6 separate regions of the Mus musculus genome follow, and all the other regions are linked to region 2. The links are chromatin contacts, called in public HiChIP or PLAC-seq, Micro-C and promoter capture Hi-C maps. All regions are on one chromosome and are shown on one strand. Each heading gives the region's core, a stretch centred on a gene start, on an enhancer-like site or on the middle of the called end of the contact. The rest is flanking DNA. Distances are from core to core; before and after follow the strand shown.

Region 1 (2,771 bases), core at 98-2,597, 610 kb after region 2:
CCCTCTGTGGAGGAGCAGATAAGTGCTACTCAAGCCAGTCAGTGAATGAGAGGAAGCCCAGCCCTCCATGGTGGAGAAACCAGCAACAATCACCTATAAAGACCTGGCTTCCTAGGAACATGCAGAATGCGACTCGGGGGAAGATGGGCAGCTCAGAACACTTGCTTGTTGGAGTACTCCAAAGAGCTTCAACCTCTGCTGTGATCACAGCCGCAGACAGGAGTCAAGGCAGCCTTCCTAGGAACAGCAAGATGAGAACTCACCAGAGTCTCATCACCCTTCTGTGTCCAGCCTCAGAAAGCAAGGTCCCTGCTTCCCACACTTTGACATTTTTACAAATCAGGGTCAGTGACGTCACGACGACACCAGGATTCCCAGTATCTATATTCTTTTCCAACAAGCTTTCAATGAAAGGGGCGGGGGGAAGCTATCTCTAAGAAAATAAGACCTAAATGGCTGGAGAGATGGCTCAGCTGTAAGACCCAGTCCTGCTCTTGCGGAGGACATAAGTTTGGTCCTCAGCACTCAGCACACAACCTTCTGTATATAATTCCAGCTCCAAGGAGCTCCCATACGCCCTCTTCTGGCTTCCACCAGCACTTACACTCACGTGCACCCCCACCCCCACCCCCGCGCACTGAGACACAAACATATACACATAATTAAAAATTAAATAATGAAGACTATTTAAATAAAGAAAATAGTATATAATACTGCACATCCATGACCTCCACTCCTCTCCACACCACTGTAGGTAGACAGTGCCATGACCTAAAGTGGCTGTCTACTAGTATCTCCCATTCATTGACAGCACAGCAGGGCTTCTCTTTTTGTGCCGCCATATGACATCACTGTTTTATGCTCATTAAGTGTTTCCCAAACAAAGCCTGTTTTACCAAGACCAACTTGGTTTGCAAGGCTATACTTCCTGCGTCCAGTTGAGGACGCAGTCCCTGCAACACCCCCCCCCCACCCCACCCCGCCCGGGCTCCACAGAGGACCACAACTCCCAGATCCCCCTCCTAACAAAGAGGGCAACATCTCGGGTCGGTGCAGTCTTGCAGAGGAGCAAGTAGAGCAGCCTTGAGCTCCCCGTACAGGTGCGGCGCCCCCCAACCTCCCCCAACAGATGCCACCTCAAACAATACAGGCTGTGGATGCACTGAAAGCCTACCTAGAATAGCCGGTAAGAAAGATAATGATGCAATTACAGCAGTTGAAGGCACAAGGCAAGTCCCAGGATATCAACAGAGAAAACGACGTTGAGCAGCGGAGACACGGACTGGGTAGCAGAAGCTAAACCGCCCGGATCCTTCACGGGCAAGCCCGCCTGCGCGTGCGCAATCTCCACGCGCGGCCACGCCCACGGCGCACAAGACCCCGCCCGCCCGTCCTCTCTACTGCAACCAGTCCGCCTTGCTCACTCCACTTCCGGAGAGGTGTCCTAGCAACCGAGAACGCGAAAACCGCTGGCGCTACTGCTTCCTGATTATTTTTTCTGTCCATGGTTGTGACACCTTCTTTCCTGCCTCGGTATTTTTCTGCGAGTTATCTATCCACCGCTTAGAGGCTAGAAAGCGCAAGGTATCCTATCCGCGCACCCTTCAGGGCCAGAAATGAGAGTTGTAAGGGCCAGGGCCAGCGGATAAAGGTGCTTGCAGCCAAGCCTTATCAGCTCAGTTCGACTCCCGGGACCTACATATGTGATGGATGGAGAGAACAGATACCTACAAGTAGTCTTTTGATCTCCACTCGTGTGCCATGTTGAACGCACCCCCTCCCCACGCCCACACACAATAAATGTTATTAAGAAATTAGTGAAGCCGGGTAGTGGTGGCGCATGCCTTTAATCCCAGCACTTGGGAGGCAGAAGCAGGCGGATTTCTGAGTTCGAAGCCAGCCTGGTCTACAGAGTGAGTTCCGGGACAGCCAGGGCTACACAGAGAAACCCTGTCTCGAAAAACAAAAACAAAAAACAAACCAAAAAAAAAAAAACCAACAAACCAAAAAAAAAAAGAATCTGGAAATTGGCTCAGAGGTTTAAAAAAACGTGCTGTGTTATTGCATAGGACCCACGTTCAGTTCCCAGCACCCATGCCAGGCTCCCCACAACCACCTGCATGTAACTCCAACTCGGGATCAGAAACCGGAAGCCAATGGCCTCCATGGGCCCCTGCACACATGTAAAAAACATTCGTGCACACACGCATGATAAAAACATAAAAATAGGACTGGAGAGATGGCTTGGCAGTTAAGAGCACTGACTTCTCTTCCAAAGAAGGGCAATACCCAGCACCCACATAGTGGCTCACAACCTTCTGTTAACTGCGCATATGGTGCATTGAAATATGTGTAGGCTAAACATACACACACACACACACACACACACACGAATAAAATTTAAAAATGAAAATTAAGTCCAAAAAAAAAAAAAAAAAAGACAGGATACAAGATGACAGACTGAGCTAGGCATCTGGAGGCCAAGCAGGTGCGGGGCAGGGTTAGCCATTGTCTCCTACTGACACTCCACTTTGCCATCCAGAAATCAGAGATGACGATTAACTCGTGTTTCTGAAGTTGTAATGTAATGTGAACATTTCATTCGGCATGTAGTGACAACAAGGGGCCCTCCCAAAGGATTTGAAGCATTTGTCCAGACGGTATGTTTTGTTTTGTTTGTTTGTTTTTTGTTTTGTTTTGTTTGTTTGTTTGAGACAGGGTTTCTCTGTGTAGCCCTGGCTGTCCTGGAACTTACTCTGTAGACCAGGCTG
Region 2 (2,799 bases), core at 152-2,651:
GGTCCACTGGGTAGACATTTTAGGACAGTTTAGAATTCTTTGGCCTAAGTCCATACATTGTTTTTGTTTTTAACGTAAATGTTAGCTTCCTTTCCTCTCTAAGTTAAAACTTAATAAAGGCAATTCTCCTACTATCTTACCTATGTAAGATCTCTCATATACATACGTACATACATACACACTCACAAACTACCACAGTAAAGCTTTATAGTAATTTTTTCATAAGCCATAAAACAAGCATAATACATACTTGAGTGTGAGAGGTGCTTCTAATTCAAGTAACTGGCACTTTTTCAAATCATACAGTAAACATGAGGTCATAATTCAAGTCCTAATAAAAAATTCCAAATAACTCATATGTATAATCTTAAGTGTCTCCTTATGTGACAGGCATGATTTTAACTAATATAAAAGAAAACCTTCTTTTAACACATACACAAGATAAACATTATGAGCCCATTTTGCCATCCACGTTTAAAGACCATTAAGGCTATACAGACCAAAATTTTTTAAAAAATGATCTAAAAAAACCATAGTGAGCTATATTTTATGGGGAATTGAGCAAAAACAAAAAAACAAACAAAAACAAAACAAAACAAAGTCTTCCACAAACAAGAGCAAAATCCAAGTTGGTCTAAGAGTACTTACCATTCAAAAGCATATGGCCCAGGGCCCTCACACACCAGAAAATCAGTAAAACTAACGGGTTCTTCAGCATCTGCCAGGGAAGTACCCTGCTACCACTAGGAATAAACCGGGGATGCAAACCATTTACTGCATCCTGAGGTGGATATTAATTCTGCAAGCCTACTACATCGCATAGCTAATTCTACTTTATCCCTACTCCAAGACTGAAATTGGAATTTGAAGTTAGCCAAGTAAGAGTCACCTAAAAGATCTTGAAATAGCATCCCTTCCCCACGTGGAAAGGGCTTCCAACAAAAACAGACCCAATCATCGCATCCATATTTCCCAATTAGCCAGTGCTTTTTCGGAAAACTCTTATCACAAAGGAAAAAAAAAAAGCATAATAATGTGCATTCAACATAAGCTAGACTGCTATTAATAGTGTGCGTTTTCTCTTCAGAAGCACAGAAAAGCACTGGGAATTGAGCACAAACTACCCTGACCAAGTTACTTCTCAAGCCAGTGAGGCGCATCTTACATCTCTCAGTAAAGTTCCTATGATCAAAATGAGAGCGAGCACAAAACCGGAGTGGAAGAACCACCAAACCAAACTCAAATAAACCTTCGAAATGTCTGGCCTGCAAGGGAGTCTTTAACAGAAGTGTAATTGAGGCATGAGAGGGTAGGTAACTTGCCCAGGGCTACAGTTTATTTGGTGGCCAAGCTGGAAGTGCATTCCAGGCCTCCTAGATCAGAATTTAGTGCCGTTTCCCCAGCTGCCAATGCCACCCCATGTAAAATCTTTTATAAAACTCTTCACTAAGGCTGTTAACATAAGGGTCCAATTATCATTCAAAGATCAGCCTGTTAGATAATAGCTCAAAAATTCCATCCATTTTTATAGCATTTACCAGAGTCATCTAATCTCTGGAGGGAGAACGCAGAGCTCGGGTAGAAACCCCTAATTCTGATTCGTCCCCAAAGGAGTTGAATACAGGCAGGCAAGCAAAACTGGTGTCCGCACCCACAAACCGTGGAGGAATCCGCAGCTCCACTGCCCCCCCCCAACACACACACACACACACACACTAAATTCCACTCCCATCCCGGCGCACTCAAGACATCCCACCTCCCGCCGCAGGCCGGATAGCAAACTCTTCTATAAGCCACCACTTTTCCGTGAGAATGAGGAAGAGAGACTCAGAGCCTCGCCTTCCCATCCCCTACCCGCGAGAAAGAGCTCCTTCGTGGACTCCGCGGGACCCTGCGCCCTGCCCTGCTCACCGCGGCGGGGGAGGGGAGAGCGCCCCACACAGGAAGTGCATCCTGCGCCCCTAGCTCGCGCCCCGCCGCCGGGTACCTGCTCTGGGCCGCCGGCAGGCGACAGGCAGCCGCATCCACATGGCCTCAGGTGTTCGCGCGGCTGCTCCGCCAGCCCCAGCCGGCCCCTCCCCGGCCCGCTCCAAGCCCGGCCCTTCACGGGTGCCTCGCCCCCAGCCCCCGGCCAAGAGGCCAGCAACGCCGGTCCCCGCGGGGCTGCCAAGAACGTGGACCCCTCAGCACCTCAGGCCGCAACGACCAGGTATCTCCGCCCGCAGCCCCAGAGCCTCCGGCCGCTCTGCCCTGACGCCGGTCCTGGCCGTTGACCCCTCGGCAGCCCACGCCGGTCCCCTCAGCCCGCTCCGCGACTCCCGAGGCTCAGCACTTGCAGGGCGGGCCGGGCCACGACCTGTGCTCCCAGCAGCCAGCCTGAGCGGCGCGGCCCGGTCCCGGCCCCTCGGGCTGCCCTTTCTCCTCAGGCCGGGCGGCGGTTACCTGCAGGAGCCCCCCGGCCCGTCCCTCGGCCTCCGCCGGCGCTGGGAGGGGAGGGGGCGGCGGCGCGGCGCGGGGTGGGGGTGGGGGTGCCTCCACCGCCTCCAGCGCGGACGCCCAGGCCGACGGCGGGGCGGGCCGGGGCCGCGGCCCCTAGAGGCTCGCTCCGGCCCGCGCGCTCGCTGGCTCACTCCCCGCTCCGGCGCGCCTCAGGGAGGGCTCCCCCGGCTGAGGCCGTGGCCGCCTCGCAGGGGCCGAAGGCGGCTCGGCTCCGGGTTTTTTCTCTCCATTCTCCCAACACACAGGAAATAACAGAGCGTCAGGTGACGGCGCGCAGCCAATGAGGCGGCTCCGGGCCCC
Region 3 (2,791 bases), core at 60-2,559, 600 kb before region 2:
CTCAAGGTTTTATTGACCATGACAGGAGTGGCTAGATCAAGATGTTTGCCGCTGTATACTATTTCTATTAAATTTTCTTTTCTTTTCTTTTTTTCTTTTTTCTTTTTTTTAAAGATTTATTTATTATAGGCCGGGTGTGGTGGCGCATACCTTTAATCCCAGCACTCGGGAGGCAGAGGCAGGCGGATTTCTGAGTTCGAGGCCAGCCTGGTCTACAAAGTGAGTTCCAGGACAGCCAGGGCTATACAGAGAAACCCTGTCTCGAAAAAACCAAAAAAAAAAAAAAAATTATTATATGTAAGTACATTGTAGCTGTCTGTCTTCAGACACACCAGAAGAGGGCATCAGATCTCATTACAGATGGTTGTGAACCACCATGTGCTTACTGGGATTTGAACTCAGGACTTCTGGAAGAGCAGACAGTGCTCTTAGCCACTGAGCCATCTCTCCCATCCGTAAGTTTGAGTCTTAATTCTAGTAAGTCTTGTATGTAAAAAATTATCTGTGCTAGGTGTGGTGGCCCATGCCTTTAAACCCAGCACTTGGGAGGCAGAGGCAGGAGGATCTCTGTGAATTTGAGACCAGCCTGGTCTACATAGTGAGTTCCAGAACAGTTAGGGATACATAGAGAGACCCTATTTACAAAAACAAAAACAACAAAACAAAACAAAAATCTGAAATCAGCACATGTCTTACAATGATAATATATCTATTATTTGACAATTTTCATTTCTTCACTGACACAATAACACTCTAGAATATCTTGAGTAATAGATTGAGTGGGACACCTACAAATGCATCCAAGAATTGGACCCACTGAAGGTTGAAATTCACTGTCCACTTCCTGACCTAGCTCATCTTTTTGGATGTTCTCTCCCAAGACCATTGGTTCTGTCCTAAGCCCTCTTTGATGGAAGGAAGCTCTGGTCTTATAAGAGTGGAGAAAATGTAGACCCTCACCCTGAGTTGGTTTGGGGGTTAATCTGGACTAAGATTTTGGGTTAATGGCTACTTTTTAAACCACTAGCTCCTAGCAGGACCAAGGCTGGTTGTAGGCCTAACATGACAGAGGCTAGTCACCCATCCTTCAGACCCTCCCCGTTCTAGGGGTAAAGCCAGCTCCACGAACACGCCCCTTTTCCTCACCCAGGCTCTCCTCCTCTGACTTGTGACAGCTCCTCTTGTGACAGCTGCCCACTCAACTCCAGGGTTTCTGCGCCATAATCTCCGCCCTCTCCTCAGGGACCCGCCCACTGCCTTGCAGGCCCCGCCCCTTTCCATTTGAAGAGCTGGCGGCGGCGGAGGCGGCGGCGGGAGGAGACCTAGAGCAAGATGGCAGTGAACCAGAACCATACAGTGGACCGCCGTTGGGCCGCCATCCCTCATGGTGAAAGGTGCCTGAGGGGACTTTCAGGCTGCTGTCAAGGAGGGAGGAGATGCTCAGGGTAGATATGTGCGCTAGAAAGCCCTCTGCGAATCGAGGGCTTTCCCGCCCTTTCCTCGGAGCTCCGCCCCTGACGTTTGAACGCATGCGCCAGCGGCCAAGTCCAAGAGCCTGTGGCTAGGCGCGTGCGCGGGTGCGAGGGGCGCGGGCATCCTCAGAGGAAAGGCTTGAGCGAGGATTGTGTGAAGAGTGTGCCAGCCCTTGCATTGCTGGACAGCTTCCAGTGGCTGTGTGCGACTTTACGACTTTAAGAGGGTGACAGTCACCCTGAGGGCCCTGGGTGCGCCTCAGGCCACCAGGAACAAAGGGGTAGGCGAGTTGGAAGAAGGGCTAGGATGTGGAGTGTAGGTAACTAATCCAGAATTGTCACAAGCCTTCCTCCACCCACCCACCCCCGGAAGTGCCTTTTCTTGGTTGCTTCAACCTAGGATATTGTCACCTTTACTGAAAAGACTGGGAACAAAATTAGGGGGGACCGAGGAAGACATGGCATTTCCAGTCGCTCATGGTGCTGGGGCTTCTCTGTCAGGAGAAGCCCACCTCTAGGCAAACTTAGTGACTTTGACACATGTCCTTTAATCTACCCCTCACCCACTTTCCTTACCCTCTGTCTCCGCCTCTTCTGGATTCTGCCCTCGCTCTGCTGATTTCCTTTTATTTCTCACTTAGCTGTGAGACTCATTCAATGATGTGCTTAAATAGAACTCTTGAGGTCAGTTCGAGACCAGCCTGATCTACAAAGCGAGTTCCAGGACAGCCAGAGCTATATTGTAGAAAGACTCTGTCTCAAAGAAGAAAAGTCCCGGTTTTTTGTTCTTGTCGTTGTTCCTTTAAATTTTTAGAATCTGTGCTCTTGAATACGTACCGATCATTTTCACTGAATAGCTAAGCATAGCAAGGATTCTTTGTCTTGATAACTGCACTGTCTGCAGTGAGCCGTTTCCCTCATTTCACAGGTAGGCATATGAGAAATAATTTGCTCAAAATCATTTTCAGTGCCCATGGGAACGCCTGGACTTGGATTTGAAGTTATATGCTATGCATCAACTTCTCTTGCTGTTTTTTGTTTTGTTTTGTTTTGTTTTGGTTTTTGGTTTTTTGAGACAGGGTTTCTCTGTCTCTTCATCAAGGAACAATCAGTTCTCTACCTTTCTCAGATACAAACGACAGTAAGGAAAGAGTTTGAGAGGAGGAAAATTGATTCTATTTTTAGTTTTCTTTATAGTTATGAGACACATTTGGGAGTTCAGTTACAATTGTGGTAAGTTTGAATGTGATGAAACGAAGTCTTGCTGTTTATTTATTTGGCTAGGGCTGGCCCTGAACTTGTGATTCTGCCTTAGCCTC
Region 4 (2,723 bases), core at 60-2,559, 520 kb before region 2:
TGCATCAAGTTCAAGGCCAGCCTGAGCTACGGTATGGAATCTGGTTTAAACCCACGAAACCAACAGCTGGGAAGGAAAGCAAATCTCTAGAATAGTCTGTTAGTTAACATAGGCAAGAACTGTAGGACACTTGGTGCGAGGAATGCTTGGCTGTTTACAGAGAGAATACTCCAGTGTCTGCTGCTGCCCTGACACCCACAAGAACTGGGTGGGCTGCTGGGTAGGGACAGCCATGATAGAGTACAAGGTATTAACTGTACATTCTAGTTGGTGATAGAAAAAAAAAGGGAATTTCTACACTGAACATACAAGGAATTTCACTCCCTTTTTTTCTATCCTTCCTTCCTTCCTTCCTTCCTTCCTTCCTTCCTTCCTTCCTTCCTGTTTTGAGACAGAGTCTCACTATGTAGCTTTGGCTGTTTTGGAACTCACTATGTAGACATGTAGACCAGACTGTCATAGAAACTCACAGAGATCCTCCTGCTCCTGCTTCCCATGTGCTGGGATTTTGTGCCCAGCTCAGTGTAGATTTTTTTTCCTAATTAAATGGGGGTGGATCCTCTAAGCCAATCACTGACAACAACATCCCAGTTCCAGGGGGTGCAGCAGAGTTTGTGAGGTCCAGGGTCCACTCACCGTCCCCACCCTCTTTTCCCCACCTTCGCTGAGCCCCAAAGGGCAAAAAGAGAGGTCTTCGGAGAGAGGTCTGGTTTGCTTAGGTACCGCCTGTCCCTGATAAGGCTAGAATGCACGCCAAAGGGCAGGTTATGCAAAGGTCCAGGGTCAGGCTCCACTCTGCTTACTATAGGACAGAGATTCTCAGCCCTGCGGCCTGGCTACAGGCGGGTTCCCAGGCTCTGTGTCTTAGGGGATGAGCCCTTCAAAACCTGCCCTCTATCAGACTCTAGGAGGTTCTAGCATCTTAGCCTCAGCTTGGGACAATGGAAAACAGTTTACTCGGAGGCCCTTGGAGGTTCCCCTCTGCCCACTCCAGCCCCGCCCAGGGGGAGGGACTGCTACGCTCCAGTGCCAAGGTAGCCCCAGCGCAGGGGTTGGGGTGGGGGCCCGCCTCGCACCCCTTGTACAGCGAATGGGCAGACCCGCAACCCTGCAACCCTTGCCTTTACCGGTGCGTTCTGAAACTCAGCCGAGGAGAGGCAAGAGGTGTCTGGAGCCTCGCAGGAACAGGAGGAGTAGGAGCTCGAGGAAAAAGGGCAACTCAGGAGGATTCACTCTGAGGTGGAGGGGGAGTTGTGAGGAGCAGCAACTCTGAAGAGGAGGGCACGTTCTGACGGGGAGGAGGAAGAGGAGGAGGCGGGAGAGGAATGGGGTTGGGGGGGGGGGGAGAAGAGGAGGCGGGGGAGGAGGGGAAGGAGGCGGAGCAACTCTGAGGAGGATGATACATTCTGGGGAGGAGGCTTCCACTCTGAGCATGAGGGGGACACTCTGAGGAGGCGGATCCACTCCCGGGAGGTGAGACCGATTTGAGGAGGAGGAGGAGGAGGAGGAGGAGGAGGAGGAGGAGGAGGAGGAGGAGGAGGAGGAGGAGGAGGAGGAGGGGGGGCCTTCCTGGGAGGAGGCACTGCAACGAGGAGGCGGGGCTCTGAGTAGGAGGCTTCAGCCCTGACAGGTCCAAGGTCAAAACCTTGCTATCTCCCCCAGCACCCAGAGAGCCCCCTGGGACTTAGCTTGTGCTCCCAGAGGGATTAGGGACCACAGTGAGCGACAGATGGTTCTTGTGGACACTGAAGACAGAGGGAACTGCAGTGAGAATGTAAAAAGCAGTCATTCATTCACCCTTTACACACACGGGGATCATGCTGAGATTAAGAGTTAATTTTTCATCAGTGACCACAGAGACCGGAAGACCACACACAGGATAACACACGCACATCCTGAAGAACATCATCCACATGTTCTTTGTTAAGAATAAAGAAATGTCCTTCGGGAATTAAGTAGTAAGCAGGTCATTTCCAGATAAATGTAGAAGGTCATTGGTGTCAGTGGACTTAGCATACAGGGCGCAGTAGAGGGAGTTCTCCATGCTGAAACGAAGTGATGCTAGCCAGTTAACTCACAGCCATAGAAGAAATGAGCACAGGGCGCAGTAACAACGCGGTAAAAGTGCTAGCGTGCTTCGGGTTGTAAGGCCTTTCTTTTTGTCTGTATGCCTGAAAACCGATGCATAGAACACCAGTTACAAGTCTGTCTTCATGAGTACAAAACATATAAACATGCTATCTGTGGCAAAGATAGTATAGCGGGGAAGGGTGAGAGACTAGACGAGATGTCCTGTGTCTGTATACTACAGAAGGTAACTTGTTATTCAAATAAGGTTTTTGTAAGTTTAAGGTGTTGTTTTATGCCTGGCAGCTCACTGGTCAGCTATCCTGGGATATGTAATGTGGCAGTAACAGCAAGGGAGACCCTGCCTTAACAAGGAGGGAGATGAGAACGGAATCCCAGATGTTGTCCTTTGACCTCTCTAGATGGCATCTCCCCCAACTCCATGTACACACCCTAACAATAAGTTTTAAAAGATGCTGATTTAATCCCCAAAGTAAATAATGGGAATCAAATAAAATAAAAAAAAATAAAACAAATAAAAAAAAATAATAAAACAGAGATGAAAGGAGGGTCAAAGAGGAACACTAAGATACCACTTACACAAGAAGGGCAAGGGGAGGGGAGGGGAAGAGGAAAGGAATGCAGAAATAAAAAGG
Region 5 (2,700 bases), core at 10-2,509, 570 kb after region 2:
CACACATCACACAAGTTTTTCATGTAGTGGCCTCACGGCTAAAGTAGCATAGCTTCACCAAGGAGACTGCCAAACTCTACAGTTCAGTGTAAATGCACAGACTAGAGTGTTCCAGGAAAGTCAGGAGAACCCCCAACTACGCTAACTCTCAAATCCGGACTTCTGTGGAAAAGTGAATCTGAGCGCCCAGGGACGGAAGAGGGAGGCTAACACAGAACCCAGTTCACCTGGCTGATCCCTTCACCAGGGGCTCCAAGCTGACAATCCCAGAGGTGCAAGACCAGAACTTAAGCAAAGTGGAAAACCTGCAGGGGGTAGGAAGGTGTGAGCTCACGTCCACAACTCGGGATTAAATAGATTTACATCAGGACAGTGCAGAAGTGTTTTTGCTAAACCGCTAATGAGTAGCCCTGGAGACTGTCAGCAACCTACTCCCCCTTCATCACTAAACCTAAGGACAGCTGCGGTCAAGGGAAGCCGACAAGGGCCAGGGATGGTGCACACAGCCCGGACCAAAACTATCTTCCCTCAAGGGGCCAACAAGAACGCAGCACCCCTGGGGCGTGTCTACTTCCAGGTCTAACCTCTAAGGCCTTGAGATCCCTAGCCAGCTCCTCTGGATCCACTCCTGGAAAAAAAGAAAAGTGGACCTTCTCAGAGGGGGTCCGCAAGCCTGGGGTCTTTGGGAAGAGAAGAGAACGCGGCTCTAGAGCCCCCACGGGAGGTAGGAGGGAATTGACGATTCGGATCCACTGAGTCTCGAAAACTATGAAAGTCAAAAAGGACAGCATGCAGCCTTTCCTGTCTCGCCTCACACCCCTAGTTCGTGTTCACCGGTCAGGCTTGGCTCTCACCACGGCGGTCACAGAGTGTGGGGAGGACGGAAATGGAAGGCAAGAGTCTGCAAAGCGCCCCATGAGTGCGTCCGCGTGGGACTCGTCCGCTCCGGCCGCCCTTCGGGCCTCCCGGGCTCCGCCCGCCGGCGCGTGGCCCCCCGCGCGCGGACTAGAAGTTTCGAGCGGCGCGGCCCCGCGCGCTCGGCCCCAGCGCGGCCTGACAGGGGTAGGCGCGGCCACCGACCCGTGTCCCAACCGTCGCGGCGCACCCCTCACCTCGGCCGCCGTTCGCCTCGGGTCCCACTGAGCACGCCGCCCCGGCCGGGCTGCGACTCCGACCCCTTCCCGTTCCGCTCCAACCGAGCTCCCCGGCCCTGCCCAGACCCGCCGCAGCCGCTTCTGCCGCCAGCCGCGACCGCGCCGCCCCCGCCGCGCCCGCTGTGCTCGCCCTATTGGTTGCCTGCATCCAGACCCCGCCCTTCGGCCCAGCGGCGCTCCAGATTGGATAGTCTAAAGCGGAGGCGGCACGCCCCCCCAGAAGCTAAAGGAACTACCTTGGGCTAGCATTAGCGGCCTTTCCTGTCAGTCAAACGAGGAGCTACTACTTAAGCCGCTGAGAGGCCAACACGGGTCACTCCCTGGGAGACGCCCAAAGGACCGGGACTAAAGGACTTTTTTTTAAAGTGGGCCAGAGTTTTGTGGTTTCCCTAGCACCCAGAACAACTGCGGTCCCTGATCTATAATTCAGATAAGGTGGACTTTGAGAAAGTTTCCTCGGATCTGGAGAAATTGCTACTTTTCTAGAGGACCCGGATTCCATTCCAAGTACCTAGTACGTAGAGGCTTACCCTGATCTGAAATTCCAGTTGGAGGGTTATCTGTCTGACGCCCTCTTCTGGCCTTTGTTGGTACCAGGCACGCACGAGGTACAGACATGCTAACACTCATACACACAATTTTTTTTTTTTTTTAAAGAAAGTTTCCTCCAAGCCAGGGATGGTGGCGCACGCGTTTAATCCCAGCACTCAGGAGGCAGAGGCAGGTGGATCTCTGCGTTCATGGCCACTGTGGTCTACATAGTGTGTTACAGGCTAACCAAAAACACAAAAAAGAAGAGGAAGTGGGGTGGAGAGACTTCCCTCCAGAGGATGCCGATATGGCCATCAGAGCACCAGACAATATACAGACTTTCTGCTTCTCACATAGCGCTGCCAGATAGGAGGTTGGCCCTATGAGCAAAGAGAAATAATGAGCCAAAACGGCTAATACCTCGCTGAGCACTACCTCACACAGTCCCGGCCAGGAGGACAGTAAGCGATGCGTGGGTGAGGGTCTGAGAAACTGACAGCAGGTAACTTTCTGGGAACTGTATGGAGTAAAGAGTAAATGGTGGCAGACAGTGGCTAGTGTCTGTAATCCCAGTACTCAAGAGGCGGATACAGGAGAATGGCTGAGAGCTCCAGGCAGCCTACGCAACCGAGTAATTGGAAGAAAGAAAGAAAAAAAGGTAAGGTCAGCCTGGAATATATAGTAAGACCCTGCCTCAACCTCCCTGCAAACAAAACAAAACAGAAAAGGCAGATGTAGTAGGTAGCACTTGGAAGGTAGAACAGGAGGGTCAGGAGTTCAAGGTCATCCCCAGCTACACAGGAAGTCCAGTTTTCAGGCTGGACATAGTGGTACCTGCCTGTAATCTCAGCATTTAGGAGGTAGAGGCAGAAAGATCAGGAATTCACAGTCATCCTCAACTGCATAGAGAGTTCAGGTCAGCCTAAGCTATATGAGACCTTGCCCCTCCCCCACCCAGAAAATATAAAATAACCTCCCCCACTCATATCCTTACAGTGACCAACATTTTCAATAT
Region 6 (2,700 bases), core at 131-2,630, 560 kb before region 2:
CAGCCAGCCCATGGGTGGAGTCCGCAGTAGCCCATTCTCCAGCATCAGTACCTGAGCCACCAGGGCCAGTAAGAGCACTGAGGGGGAGGTGGATGGTGACTTGTAAATGGTTCCTACAGCACCCCACCCCCCAACCCCAGTCATCACCTCAACCCCTCCAGCCCTTCAGCCCTCCCCAGGTACAGGCCAGTAGGGTTAGAGTTGCCTCAGCCTGTGAGTGCAGTCTGGGGGGGGGGGTACATGGGGCAAAGTAATGTATTCAAAAAGCTGTTGCTACAGACTGGGAATCAATGGAACGGACCCCTGAAGTCATGTCCTTGATATACATGAGACCAGATGCCCTCTTCCCTCCCTCCCTACACAGAAATGACAGTTCATTGTGGACTCTGGGTTTCTGAGGCCTTGGAGTTTTTGCTCTCCACCTCAGAAAGCCTCAGAAGGGCCTAAAGGGGTTGGTCAGGGTGGACTTGTACCCAGCTGCTCACCTACACAAGCCCCTTCCTCTTGGCTTTCAGCTTCCTTATATATAAATTACCACACCCACATGACAGGGCTGCTACAGCCCGCCAGGATCGGGTAAGATAGGACCTATACACTGGAGCAGGGCTGAAAAAGGAAGTGGCCTCTTTGGAGGGGAAACGATTCTGAGGTGTGGGGCATCTCCTTGATTTTCCTGGCCCAGCTCCAAGGAGAGGCACACTTCTCCCCACATACCCCCATCAAGAAAGAGGAGGGCTGGGGCTTCCTCGCCACAGTCCTCCCCTGCAAAGCCACCTGAGTAGGTGAGGGTACCTGTCTTCTGCAACATTGCCTTGGAGTCAAATCTCAGGACCCACTCGAATCTGCTCTTAGCAGCTTTATATGCTGAACTGTGGAAGATAACAGATGTTATGTATCCCACCGGGCATAGTGGGACCCACCTTTAATCTCAGCACTCAGGAGGTAGAAGCAGGAGGATCTCTGAGTTCTGGGCCAGCCTGGTCCACATAGCCAGTTTCAGGCCAGCCAGGGCTACTAGGTAGAGAGACCCTATCTCCGAAAATAAAAGTTACGGATTCCACATTTGGTCCCAAGTCGCTTTCACTACCCTCACACACTCCTTCCCTACCCTTTACTTCCCGGAATCTAAGCTCTTCTTTTAGAACTACAAATAGTCTAGGACACTTTGCCCAAGAGCGGTTGTGACTGGTTCTAGGAATACCAGGAAGAAGGAAGGCTATAGGCCATGTCCGGTTCCAGGTCCCCGTGTGGGTTCAGATTCTCGGTTCTTAAACATCGCAGGCCCAGGGTCCCCCTTGATTCTTACCCTCGCGCTCGCTCAGTCCGCGGTAAGCCGTGAAAGCCCCCGTGGCGGCCGCTTGTACCTATAGCGACCCGGGAGGCGGAATGTCACGGGACAACCCTTCTTGAGCAACCAATCAGAATCCCCTAGCAACGCCGTGCCCTCCCTCTATGCCCCAGCTCCCAGCCTCCAAAAGCTCCGCCCATCTAAGCTCGCGTTCTGCGCGTTCCCGAGGCGCGCTCCCGTGGGAAGTCGGCTTGGGCGCCCTGTGCGCGCGCCGCTGTGCCTCGGGTCTGGTTGGAGTCCTCCGTCCTCCGCCCCAGAGGGCGGGGGTGGTGGCCCGCACTGCCCGTGCTCAGTAAGTAGCTGTGCAGTGAATTCCTACAGAGGGCGATACCTTGCTCTTTTTTTGTTTGTTTGTTTGTTTGTTTGTTTGTTTTATTTTGTTTTGTTTCTTCGAGACAGGGTTTCTCTGTGTCCTGGAACTCATTCTCTAGACGAGGTTGGCCTCGAACTCAGAAATCCACCTGAAACCTTGCTCTTAACCACTCGAAAACGGTAGTGAAAGAGGCTGGGTGGGGTTTCAGCTCTCGAAAGGTCAGGAGGCTGCCCCCTCCACCTGACACCCAAGGGGTTGTTCGCCCACCCACTCCCCAAATGTATTTATTCATTACTTATTCATATGTTAAACACAGGCTAGGTGCCAACCACTATTTCTGGATGCCTTTACACCGATGATGATCATAGCTGTCCCCTCTCCGAATCTGTGCCATTTTCCTCCTATCAGGTAATGGCAAACCGACTTCTCTGCCAATCTTTTCTCTCAGCCTTTACATGCAATTGTCCAAAAATTGATTCCTGCCTTTAAATTCCACCTCTCATCCCACCCAGTAACGCTGGCCTCATTACATATTGCCTGGATGATTCGGAGACAGCCCTCAAGGGCCTCCTTTGTCCACCTTACTTCTCCAAGGCAGCCAAGGCAAACCTGAAAACTCAGCTCTGTGGGCTGGTAAGATGGCTCAGTGGTTAAGAGCACTTAGTGCTCTGGCAGAGCACGAGGGTCCGTCTCCAGACTCACATGCCAGGGGATCTGATGCCCTCTTCTGAACTCTGAGGCCACCAGGCATTCACATGGTGCACATACAGGCAGATAATCGGGCACACACTTAACCTAAAAAAACGAACCCAACCCAGCCCTGGTCTTGTCTCTCTGAAGTCTGTGTGATGGCTACTCTCTTAGTTTGGGGAAATGGTGTTTCTAAACCCCACCCTCTACCTTTTGACCCTATTCCCTGCCGTCATCTTCCTCATTGCCCTCCTTGTGGCCCCTCAAACACAGCCTTTGAACCAGCTGTGCCTTCTGCTTAGAATGCACTTCTAGATATGGGCATAGCCGACACCCTCATTTCCCTTAA

Evidence for each region. Promoter capture Hi-C pulls out the DNA fragments that hold promoters and counts their contacts. Hi-C and Micro-C count contacts between places; a contact is called where the count stands out from the background. HiChIP or PLAC-seq counts read pairs in DNA pulled down with a chosen protein or histone mark. Capture Hi-C pulls out chosen DNA fragments and counts their contacts.
Region 1: a contact with region 2 is called in a promoter capture Hi-C map of liver, with 2.6 times the contacts expected there. The contact joins the promoter of Ttll1 here to the promoter of Tbrg3 in region 2. A contact is called at or near these places in 12 of 39 promoter capture datasets (the 3T3-L1 cell line, 3T3-L1-derived adipocytes, the C10 cell line and 8 more), 3 of 484 Hi-C or Micro-C datasets (embryonic fibroblasts, embryonic stem cells and pre-B cells), 3 of 115 datasets of contacts at active chromatin or transcription factors (bone marrow-derived macrophages, embryonic stem cells and pancreatic cancer cells) and 2 of 9 other capture datasets (adipose tissue and liver).
Region 3: a Micro-C map of embryonic stem cells shows a contact between it and region 2, with 2.9 times the contacts expected there. The contact joins the promoter of Wbp2nl here to the promoter of Tbrg3 in region 2. A contact is called at or near these places in 1 of 39 promoter capture datasets (hippocampal neurons), 1 of 484 Hi-C or Micro-C datasets (embryonic stem cells), 2 of 115 datasets of contacts at active chromatin or transcription factors (embryonic stem cells and stem cell-derived neural progenitor cells) and 1 of 9 other capture datasets (embryonic stem cells).
Region 4: an H3K27ac HiChIP or PLAC-seq map of embryonic stem cells shows a contact between it and region 2, with 2.5 times the contacts expected there. The contact joins the promoter of Cyp2d22 here to the promoter of Tbrg3 in region 2. A contact is called at or near these places in 2 of 39 promoter capture datasets (the C10 cell line and trophoblast stem cells) and 2 of 115 datasets of contacts at active chromatin or transcription factors (embryonic stem cells and trophoblast stem cells).
Region 5: a promoter capture Hi-C map of pre-B cells shows a contact between it and region 2, with 3 times the contacts expected there. The contact joins the promoter of Pacsin2 here to the promoter of Tbrg3 in region 2. A contact is called at or near these places in 5 of 39 promoter capture datasets (the 3T3-L1 cell line, the C10 cell line, hippocampal neurons and 2 more), 1 of 15 datasets of contacts at CTCF or cohesin (the NIH/3T3 cell line), 1 of 115 datasets of contacts at active chromatin or transcription factors (pancreatic cancer cells) and 1 of 9 other capture datasets (adipose tissue).
Region 6: an H3K27ac HiChIP or PLAC-seq map of embryonic stem cells shows a contact between it and region 2, with 11 read pairs. The contact joins the promoter of Naga here to the promoter of Tbrg3 in region 2. A contact is called at or near these places in 7 of 39 promoter capture datasets (the 3T3-L1 cell line, the C10 cell line, the HPC-7 cell line and 3 more), 6 of 484 Hi-C or Micro-C datasets (LSK cells, embryonic stem cells and muscle stem cells), 13 of 115 datasets of contacts at active chromatin or transcription factors (astrocytes, differentiating embryonic stem cells, double positive thymocytes and 9 more) and 1 of 9 other capture datasets (embryonic stem cells).

Annotation. Positions count from the first base shown.
Region 1 is chr15:83,509,560-83,512,330 of GRCm38.p6, forward strand. Ttll1 (tubulin tyrosine ligase-like 1) reads right to left here and starts at 1,348. Exons shown (of 12, transcript NM_178869.4): 1 at 1,175-1,348.
Region 2 is chr15:82,897,060-82,899,858 of GRCm38.p6, forward strand. It overlaps Tbrg3 (transforming growth factor beta regulated gene 3), which reads right to left and starts at 1,402. Exons shown (of 1, transcript NR_027799.1): 1 at 1-1,402. All of the region lies in intron 1 of Tcf20 (transcription factor 20), which reads right to left. It overlaps Gm20324 (predicted gene, 20324), which reads left to right and starts at 2,021. Exons shown (of 4, transcript NR_045068.1): 1 at 2,021-2,209.
Region 3 is chr15:82,297,675-82,300,465 of GRCm38.p6, forward strand. It overlaps Wbp2nl (WBP2 N-terminal like), which reads left to right and starts at 1,310. Exons shown (of 6, transcript NM_029066.1): 1 at 1,310-1,394. The coding sequence starts at 1,333.
Region 4 is chr15:82,378,951-82,381,673 of GRCm38.p6, forward strand. It overlaps Cyp2d22 (cytochrome P450, family 2, subfamily d, polypeptide 22), which reads right to left and starts at 1,310. Exons shown (of 10, transcript NM_019823.4): 1 at 1,128-1,310.
Region 5 is chr15:83,463,347-83,466,046 of GRCm38.p6, forward strand. It overlaps Pacsin2 (protein kinase C and casein kinase substrate in neurons 2), which reads right to left and starts at 1,260. Exons shown (of 11, transcript NM_001159509.1): 1 at 1,113-1,260.
Region 6 is chr15:82,337,446-82,340,145 of GRCm38.p6, forward strand. It overlaps Naga (N-acetyl galactosaminidase, alpha), which reads right to left and starts at 1,381. Exons shown (of 10, transcript NM_008669.4): 1 at 1,307-1,381; 2 at 793-869; 3 at 1-77. The coding sequence starts at 808. It also overlaps a transcript of Pheta2 not described here.